Linked DNA regions of Mus musculus: region 1 is linked to region 2. Evidence: chromatin contacts called from public Hi-C data. All regions are on one chromosome and are shown on one strand. The core of a region is the stretch at or near the end of the contact, and the rest is flanking DNA. Distances in the headings are between cores, read along the strand shown.

The links. Hi-C and Micro-C count contacts between places; a contact is called where the count stands out from the background.
Region 1: a contact with region 2 is called in a Hi-C map of cerebellum, with 2.3 times the contacts expected there. The contact joins two enhancer-like sites. A contact is called at or near these places in 1 of 15 datasets of contacts at CTCF or cohesin (large pre-B cells), 4 of 484 Hi-C or Micro-C datasets (brain, cerebellar granule neurons, cerebellum and 1 more) and 2 of 115 datasets of contacts at active chromatin or transcription factors (embryonic stem cells and large pre-B cells).

Annotation. Positions count from the first base shown.
Region 1 is chr2:94,516,181-94,521,136 of GRCm38.p6, forward strand. No RefSeq gene overlaps it. Among named protein-coding and RNA genes, the nearest start is that of Api5, 80 kb to the left of the region's middle. Within about 2 kb of position 1,326, at least 4 of the 459 cell types and tissues checked have an H3K27ac peak or open chromatin away from gene starts, as enhancers often do. A contact at or near this core is called in cerebellar granule neurons and cerebellum, where this site is marked.
Region 2 is chr2:94,476,759-94,482,029 of GRCm38.p6, forward strand. No RefSeq gene overlaps it. Among named protein-coding and RNA genes, the nearest start is that of Api5, 41 kb to the left of the region's middle. Within about 2 kb of position 3,278, at least 6 of the 459 cell types and tissues checked have an H3K27ac peak or open chromatin away from gene starts, as enhancers often do. A contact at or near this core is called in cerebellar granule neurons and cerebellum, where this site is marked.

The DNA.
Region 1 (4,956 bases), core at 76-2,575, 37 kb after region 2:
GAAGGCTTGTATCTCAGGATATATTTGTCAGCAGCTGTCAGAACAGCGTGTTCCAGAGCATCATGGTATCTTCTAGGACAACTCTAGTCTCCAAGGCAACTAGATATCCCAGCTGTGGCCATTGCATGCACTATTCATATTGCGCCTTCCATGAGGGTACCTAAGCAAGAGTCAAGAGAGAGCTGACACTGTGTCTTGTTTGCAGAGTCATGTACTGCCATCAAGCTGTCCTCATCTGTATAATAGGCAGATGTCCTTTCCCAATTTATTCCTAGGTAACTGACCCTAGTCCAGCAGTGTTCCATTGTGACTGCAGCTCCCCTGAAGGGGCCCCTTTCTCATTCATGCAATAGAAACAGGATTTTGCAGTGGTCATAGATTTTCAGTGATGAAGCTTCAAAGCAAATTTCTCTCCTCTGTCTTCCTACAAATGTGGACAGGCATATCCATCAGCTCTTGTGGCATCATGCACATATATGTTCATTGTCTGTAGGTAATAAAACCCTATTCTGTCCTCAAATTTTGGTTCACTAGAGCTGAGGGCTGTAATTATACTGTAAACAAGCTAACATTTGCTAGCCAAACACTTCAGAAGGAGTGACTATCACTGAGTAAAATCAGGTTGAGCCACACTTCTGTTTTTATGTTGAACTGCAGAAGGTCTTGCCAGGCCATTCTTCTCCCAGGAGGTGCTTTAAAATCACTGACAACAGGAATGGTTACATCAGTGTTATTGTCAGTACCACCACTATCAGTGGCATTATCACTACCACCATCATCACCATCACTGTCATCAGCATCAGCATCACAACTATTATCATCACTGCATTCTTGTCTCCGTGCCTTAATGACCTTATCATACAGCTAGGCACCAAAGTCTCTCTGTCTGCAGCCTTTCCTTCCCTATATGATTTTTAACCTGCCAAGTCAGTCTCAAGCACCAGATTGGGTTTTCTTTGGTGTCTGGGTTCCTCCTGAGTAGACATCCTGGATTTCACCTGCATACAGGCTGTTTCAATTCAGCTGAATCCAAAGTTAACAGATGGCTTGTTCTACAGGAGGAGAGAGTTGGGACTTAATGTGTTCAGGAAAGTAAATCCATAGATTGCAAAAAATAAAATATTGTTCCTTCTTCCCATTATAAACTGCTTTGAATTAGAATTTGAAGAAAACATAAAGTCATTATACTTATAATAAAAACAATAGCCATTATTTTTAAATATGTATTTGCCACTGAGTAAAAGGGTGGATTTAAGAAAAACAAAACAAAACAATATACATCTCACAGCTATCTTGCTGGCAGGTATTTTGTTGATGAATAAAAAGAAACTCATTGTAATGAGAGATTTGTTAGGGGCAGTGTTGGCTCACACCCTTTCTCTGGGATAGTTTCCCCTTGTGCATTTGTTTTTCATGACCTTTGGATACCCTTACATGTGTATAACGCATAATTCAACCTTAGATGCAAAGGCATTTTAAAAAATCTGCCAACAAATTTGTTTTCTCACCACGAGAGTAATACATATTCAATATGAACAATTTTGAAATAATAGATAAGTTGCCCAAGGTCATGCTGATTTGATAAATGGCAGAGTTAAAGCTCTACACCACTGTTTAGTGTGAAATCATTTTCATAATCTGGTGTCTTTTGGCTGACTTACTCATGGGGTCAGATTCATTACTGTATAACACACTGGCACATCTCAGTGCAGGGCCTTTGTTTGTTTTGCATACTTCCATCTGTCTTTAACATAGGTTAACAGTATGGAACTTATCTTGTCCAAACAGGCAGCCAATTTTGGGGATAGAATCATTCTTGGGATAAAAATGTCACTGGATAAGCCAGTACTGCAAATAGAATTGATGTCCATACATGACATATTGGCTCCTTTTAAGCAAGTTTTTGAGGCCGGGTCTTGCTATATGGTTCCAGCTGGCCACGAATGTGTGGTAATTCTCATGTCTCAGTCTCTTGCGACATGAGAGTGCAGACACATACCACCATACCCAGCAAGTTGGCTTCTTTTAAAGAATGCCCAGTGATCTGTAAAGTCATGCAAATCTGTAAAGCCGTATGGTGACAAGGATTTCATATTGTTGCAGACAGGCAAGTTGATTGCACACTGCTTGGCAGGGTAGATCTCAGGTCACCTTTGATATTTCTTGTAGTCCCCAGACTCTGCCCCTGACAGCAGAGGTTGTTTGCTGCTTTTAAGACACATTTAGTTTTCTCGGTTTATTTTTCTTTTAGTTATAAATGAATGCAATGAAAGGCCTACGAAGTGATACATAGATATGAATCAGGTCTTTAAATCTTTATGAACCTTGAAATGGTTTGACTGGATGACAGACAGAGCCTGTTCCATCTCTCAGATTCTTAAAAGTCTTTCATCAGTCAAAACAGTGGGAAAAATCAGAAGGGGGGCTAGTCTGCGAAATGTTGCTAATTCTTTTCTTGCCAGTTGTAGGGAGTGGAGATCTATGATCTCTATCAATTGATAACTGTTAGGTAACAGTCAGGACAGACTGGAAGCAGAAAGGAAGCAGCTTTTCAGCAGAGGCACCAAGATGGCATGCTGTTGTGGGGATGCGGGGTGGGGGAATTCGACTTATTTCTCATGCCTAAAATGGAACAATTTAGAAGTCCCTGCCGTCACCACATTCTGGAATGTGCAGCAATCTCCCGCTACCAGTTTGGGCTGTGAGAATAATATTGTATTTGTTTTCTCTAACAATCTATGGACCTGGATGGAATAGAGACAGAAGTCGTGCCACAGTGGCGTTCCTCTGGGAAGAAGCAATGTTAGCTGGAGCCACAGGCCGCAGAAGCCAAAAGGCTTGCTTCGATCCTTGGTTACCTACCCCTCGCTGATGCATAACCTTACTCATGTTCTTTAATTTCTTTCAGCTTACATTTGCTCACGTATAAAATGGAACTAATAAAGCGTTCCTCAGAGCTTTAGTGTAAAGATTAAATTTTAATGCATGCAGAATGTCTCCTGCTCAATAAATTTAACTCCACAGTGTCATATTCAAAATCTGGAAATCCAAAGATCAAGAAAACTGTTTTCTTGGAACCTACCTGGCTCCTTGGAACCTTCTGTCTGATCTGATTTCATCTGAAGTTTCCCAAGATCTTGTGAAGCTACTCGTGGGCTTTGTTCCAGTCAATGTGAATACTAGTAGATCTTCATGCATAAGTAGAAACATGTTAGATTATTTGTGATATCTCAATCCTTTTAGAGATGCTATATAATGTATAATTTAGTTTTTTTCTAAAGTGTGTAACAGTGCCTGGGGAGGTAGCTCAGTTGGAAGAGCATTTGTTCTAGCATGTATGAAGCACTGAGTTCAGCCCCCCCCACGTATAAATGAGGCACAATGGTGCACACCTTAATGCTAGAACTAAGTATGAGGAAGGATGAGACATTCAAAGCTATTTTTAGTTAATAGTGAGCTCCACACCAGCCTGCAATACATGATTCCATTTCAAAAAAAAAAAGTAAAACAATTCTGAATTTTGAGCTGTAGGTCACTGAGGATTTTTGGTAAGGGCTTTAAACTTATGTTCTGTTTCTTCTTTCAAAATGGGTGAATATGAAAATATATATTTTTGATTGGTTATCATAGCCAGTTTTGGAAAGCAGTCTTTAAAACAAAGATTTATTTTTACTGTCCGGATGTCAGTCATTGGATTCCAGTGGAGTTGTAGTTAGCAGTGGCTGGGAGGTGCCTGGCATGGCCTCTGGGCACTGACCTGGGTCCTGTGGAAGAGCAGTCTCTGGCTACCAGTTGCTTGGCTGTGAGGATAATATTGCACTTGCTTTTTTCTAACCTATGAACCTGGGTGGAATAGAGACAAAAGTCATGCCATGGTGGTGCTCTTAGTCACTGAGCCAACTCTCTAGCCTTAAGAAAATAATCTTTAGGATTTTTCCTTTTGTCTTTTTTTCTCATTTTCTAAAAATATTTGAGAATTTCATGTATTTTAATCGTATTTGCCCTCACTCCTCTTCCCAATTCCTCCCAGACCCCCAGTTCTCCTTACCTCTCTATTCCTAACTCATATCTTCTTCTTCTTCTTCTTCTTCTTCTTCTTCTTCTTCTTCTTCTTCTTCTTCTTCTTCTTCTTCTTCTTCTTCTTCTTCTTCTTCTTCTTCTTCTTCTTCTTCCTCCTCTTCCTCCTCCTCTTCCTCCTCCTCCTCCTCCTTCTTCCTCTTCCTCTTCTTCTTCTTCTTCTTCTTCTTCTTCTTCTTCTTCTTCTTCTTCTTCTTCTTCTTCTTCTTCTTCTTCTTCTTCTTCTTCTTTCCTTTTTTCGTGACAGGGTTTCTCTGTGTAGCCCTGGCTGTCCTGGAACTCACTCTGTAGACCAGGCTGGCCTCAAACTCAGAAATCCGCCTGCCTCTGCCTCCAGAGTGCTGGGATTAAAGGTGTGCGCCACCATGCCCAGCTATATTCTTCTTTTAAAAATAACCAATTTGTGCTTTCTATATACTCCTAGGTGTGGGGCCTCATACTGGAGCATGGTCCACTCACCAGAAGCCATGGCCTCAGAGAAAACTGTCTTTCCCTCTCTCATAAGCTATCAATTACTCATTGTTCCTTAGCTAACTTAGCTAAGGGTGGAACTTCATGTTCCCCACTCCCTTTATGCTGGGATTTTCTCTGGCTTGAGCTTGTGTGGGTCTTCTGCATGATGTAATGCATGCTCTGAGTTTATGTGTGCACATTTTCTTTTGCACTGGAAACTACCATTTCCTTGTAGCCATCTCCTGCTCTTACAATTTTCTCAGTGACTTCCCCACAGTGACCCCTGAACCTTGGGTGGAGAGAATAGGATTCAGATGTCCCATTTGAGGGTGAGCTCCCAGATCTCTTTTCTCGGCATGCCAATCAGCTGTGGGCCTCTGTGTTAATTACCATCTGCTGCAAAAGGAATCCTGTTTGGTGAGGGCT
Region 2 (5,271 bases), core at 2,028-4,527:
GCCAAGCTTAGTTAATGAAGAAAACAGAAAGCCGGTAAAGATGTAATTGAAAAAGGGGGTCATGTTCCAGCCTCAGGAAGCATCAGAACTTGGCAGCTTCAGCCATGTGGTTCTGGCTTTAGAGTCAAGGATAGAATAAAGTGGTTATGGACTCTCCTTCCATGACTAAGAAAAACTGTTGAGGTCAGGCATGTGGAAGGGGTGTTCTTGCTTGGAGGCCTAGAGATGCCAATGTGTGAAGCAATGAAGATAAAGCCTGGTGTTTTAGTTGAAGCTTCCATTGCTGTGAAGAGATGCTGTGAAGAGACACCATGGCCAATGCAACTCTTAGAAAGGACACATTTGTTGGAGCTGGCTTACAGATTCTGAGGTTCAGTCCATCATCATCACGGTGGGAAGCATGATGGCGTCCAGGCAGACATGGTGCTGGAGAGAGAGAGAGAGAGAGAGAGAGAGAGAGAGAGAGAGAGAGAGAGAGAGAGAGAGAGAGCAGTGTGTTGTAGTCAATAAAGCTGAAGGGAGCTGGGGATCTGGAGTGCTTTGACATCAGACATGCAGAGTTTGAAGTTTGCCCAGCTGGGTTTTGGTCTTGCATTGGTCCAGCATTTCTTTCCTGTGCTTCCTTCCCCGCTTTATAGAAGAGTAATGCGTACCCTGTGCTATTATATGCTGGAACTATGTGGTCTGCTTTTTAAAATGTGATTTTAGAATGGACTGCAGATAAGAGATTGCATAAATCTCAGAAGAGACTTTGATTATCGTACTTTTAAACAAGTTTGAGACCGTGATAGACTATGGGGGTCTTTTGCAGTTGGACTAAATGCATCTTGCATTATTATGGCTACAAGCCTACAGGAGCCAGAGAGTGGAATGTGGTGGCTTGAATAGGAATGACCCCCATAGACTCATGTGTTTGAATGCTTGGTCCACAGGGAGTGGCACCCTTAGGGGGTGTGGTCTTGTTAAAGTAGGTGTGGCTTTGTTGGAGGAAGTGGGCTGTGATGTCTCAGAAGCTTAGGCCAGTTCTCTGCCTGCTGCTGTCATGCTTCCCGCCATGACTGTGTGGACTAAACCCCTGAAACTGTAAGCCAGACCCAGGTATCTGTTTTCCTTTATAAGAGTTGTCATGATCATGGTGTCACTTCACAGAAATAAAACCCAATTAAGACACCAGCTTAGCCCCATTTCCTGACTGCTCTCTGCTTCTTGCAACATCACCAGCTCCCTCCTGCTCCCGTTACTGTGCCTTCCTGCCATGAAGGATGGTGGGCTTTCTTAAACTATAAGCCAAAGCAAATTTTTCCTCCATTAGGTTGCCCTTGGTCAGGGATTTGGTCATAGCAACGAGAAAAGTAACTAATGAACTTATTTTGTTTTCATTTTTTAAGTATCTGAGTCCAAAGGAACTTAGTCCCCAGCCCCCATTAAGCTGCTGTCCTTTTGCTTTTAAATAGGTCAGTCACCAGGGCTAGTGAGCCTTAGAGAACAGGGCTCCAGGATTAACCTGCCCACAAGGAAATTCTCTTATTGCCTTGGGCTTTCTTAACCTACTAGACAAAGGATGATGACAGAGTTCCATTTACTGTCCTGCAACTCTGGCAAACTGGGTAGATGGAGGCCAGAGAAGCACATTTCCTGTCCAGCCCAGGTCAGCAGGAGTCCTAGGAGGGAGGGTCAGGCCTCCTGTCTTTGGCTCCCACCCATGACTCCTGCTCTCCACCTGCTGCTCTCGGTTATGTGTTGACAAGCCGCTTTTGTTGCCTTCCTGAGGGAGTGCAGGAAAAGCACGTTGGGAATTCAGGAGAACACCGGGGCTCTAACTGCTCCTGAATGAGACAGAATTAGAAAATGGTTTCAAATTGAAAACTTAATTTTCAATTAGTGTACATTCAGGCAGGAGTGGGAGGGATTAGGGGATGGCAGCTTGTTTGGTTAACACACTCTTTAGAAGACACGCTTGCAAGCTATTAGTTAGCTTTCTCCTGGCTCCCCCCTCCCAACGCCTTAAAGTGCTCCCGGCTCCCTCACTGCCTGCTGCATGCTACATCCCAGCTGACTCATGCAGAAGGCAGCAGCTGTAGCCTCTGGAGGTGGGGTGTAGCCATGGGCTCTGAGGACACAGGTGAACTTATCTTCCAATGGGGCCACCTGCTTCTAAAAAAAAAAAACACTTCTGGAAAAACAAGCCAACACATTTCTCTAACATATTTGATCGCAGTGTTGGTTGATGGGCCGGCTCATCTAATAAAGACACCCGTTCACACTTAGGTTGTAGGAGTGCAGGACATACTGTTCGGGTCTGTTCTGCATTAACCTTATCCCAGTCTAGGGGCCCCTGAAGGTTGAGAACCATCAGAAACAAACTTGGCTCAGTGTTTCATGATGTGCCCAGGTCCAGACATCTATAGAGCCAAGGGAAAGCACAGTGCTGAGAACCAGAGAGGCACAGACACCCCAAGTCTCAAGATGATGGCTGACCACCAGAGCACAGGGGTGAGCGCTCTGCTGTTGGCCCTCTCTAATCCTATTTCCTGTAGAATCTGTCAGAGGCAGATGAGATTTTCAGGCTGTTAATCCATTGTCTTCTCAGAGTTCCAGCCCTTGGAATGAAGCAGATTCAATTCCCACCTACAAAGTAGACTCGATTCTCATCTGTTCTCTTTGACCTCTGCGGCACTCTGGGGTCCTGTGACTGCAAGTGATGCACCATTGGGTGAACCTGCTAAGGGTAGATTTAAAGTCTGTGATTTGTGCTGAGAGTAGCCCTGAAGGTCAGAAGGGCAAGAATGAGGTGTGACATTCAAGATATGGCAGTAGGGGCTGTGGGTTAGGACCCGAGTGGTTTTATCTGTCTTTTCCTGCCTTCTTTTCTGCTGTAGATAGTTCTGTCTTCTTCACTATCGCCGACATTTGTTCTTCTTTAGATTTATTAATACCCTCTGGCCTGGGGTGTTCATACAACCAAAGCCCGTTCGCCTTGGTTAGTTGACTTTCAGTGTTCAGCTAGATTCGATGGATGAATGAGCTAACTGTGGAATCCGCCTCTACCAGGCAGCTTCAGTAAACAAGTGAGCGCTCAACAGTGGATGTTTACAAGCCAAAAATCACAAATTCAGTCAGCAGAGCAGTAACTTCATTAGGCGCTTCCCTCTGCCGTTAGTCAGTAAGAGAAAGTATGGGGGCTGTGATTAAACGCGCTTTTCTTCTGTGGCAGGCCACCGCTGTCTGCTTGCTTGGCACGTGCCATTTTCCTTTCTCCTTCCTTCCAAGTCTTCTCACAGCAAAGCTGGCTGCGAAGTCGGGAAGCAAGCATGCCATCTTAGCGCTGACACGGCCGCTGGCTCGACTGATTTGTCACTACGGTTTTTCCTGACTCCTTCTTCAACCTTGGCTCAAATCCCGGGCTCTGAGCTCCAGGTGACATCTGCTCCCTACAGATTGGTACGAGCACATTCCAAGTGCCCTTACTGACGACTCTCATCAGTGAGTACAACCCCAGGCTAGTCTCTGCACCCTCTTCTCATAGGCATAGGTGTCTTTAGCCAGCCAGGTGAATCTCTTTTTCCTGTTAAACTCCTTTCTCTCTAGAGAAGCCATCCGAGCATGCTGTTCCTCCATTAAGTCTTATCATGGCGTTAAGCAAGGCTTGTTAATCCTTTCTCTGCTGCCTAGGCTACTTTCCAGGAAGTGCTGGATTTAATTGAAGAAAGGATGGGAGAGGTTCAGATGCCAGCCCAGTGTCTGTCAGCTTCCAGTCCAAAATAAAGGAGACTAGGAAGGAGGAGTTTAGAAAACAATACTCGACGCCAGACAAATATCGACAAATCTTGATAGCTCAGAAGCAATTGACTTTGAGAAAGTGAAACTTAAATCTAGACTCTTCTGGTTTTGAAAGGGTCTCTGAAGTCTTGTCATCTGCTCCTTTATTTTATAAATGGGCAAAGTCTGCGCTAGAAGAGACTGGAGGGGCTGCTCAATGATGAATCAGGAACTGAAGAGCAAGCCTGGGACTCTGCTGGTCCCTAGAGGCTTTACTTTAGAGACAGTTAGCTCATCATCTCCTCTTTCATAAAAGCAGCTAAGAAGGCTTGAGATTTAAATGACATTTTCCTTATTTACTTTGTGGGGTGTGTGTGTGTGTGTGTGTGTGTGTGTGTGTGAATGAGTGTGCCGTGGTGCGCCTGTGGAAATAAAAGGACATTCCTTTCCTTCTACCACACGGGTCCCTCAGTGGTCAGCCACACAGGCTGCATCTTCATCCACAGAACCACCTCGCCCACCCAGAAAGGGTTCTGAAGGTGGACTCAATGCTTTCCTATCCACAAATTTAAAAAAATTATTACAAAGTTTTGTTTGTATGTGTAATTATGTGCATAAGTCTGTGTGTATATACAATATATACACTCAGTGCCTATAGACTGTATTCTTCTGTGCCTGTGGAGGCCAGAAGAGGCTGTTGGATTTCCTGGAACTGGAGTTATGGATTGTGAACCCATTCTGGTACTGGGAACCCAAGCCGAATCTTCTCCAAGAGCAGCCACTGCTGCTCTTAACCACGGAGCCACTGCTCCAACCTAAACCTCATACAACTTGTAAAGATGTTGATAGGCTTTTACTCAGGATTTAGGGAAATGTCAATCATAATCCTTTTGCTTTTAGGTGTCAAAAGTACAATTAGTCAGAAAGGAGGGTTTCTAAGCCTGTGAGATCACAGGAAAGTTGGCTAAACAGACCACACAAATCTGGACCAGAACAAGGACTAGAGTGTGCATAGCACCTTCCCATACCCCTCCTTTTCTTGACTTTCCTCCCCCTCTTACTTTTCCATTTTGTTAGAGACAGGCTCTTACTATATGACCCACTTTAGGCTTGGCCCTGCGATCCTCCTGCCTCAGCCTCCTCAGTGCCGGGACCACAGGTGTGTGCTGTTCCTCCTGGCTGGAGTTTTATTCTGACCAGAAGAACCAAGTCTTTTCATCTGGAAGCTTGCCCTACGCTTTCCACATGCAATGGCAGCACTGTTTTATGCCCTGCAGATCCTCCAGGAACAAGGTATTGATGTCACACTCCATAGCCTCAAGCCTTGGGAGTTTTCTGGTTACCTAGATATGATGGGAGGAGTCAGGTGGCTTTCCCCTGAGCCAATCAGGTTTAGTCTGGAGGATGGGATGTTATCATCGTCCATGCTTGATTCTAGAATTTAGTCTAGAACTGACTGAGGTAAGCAGGAGAGGGAAGCTACCTCCACACAAACCTCATGGTTGGCGTTTG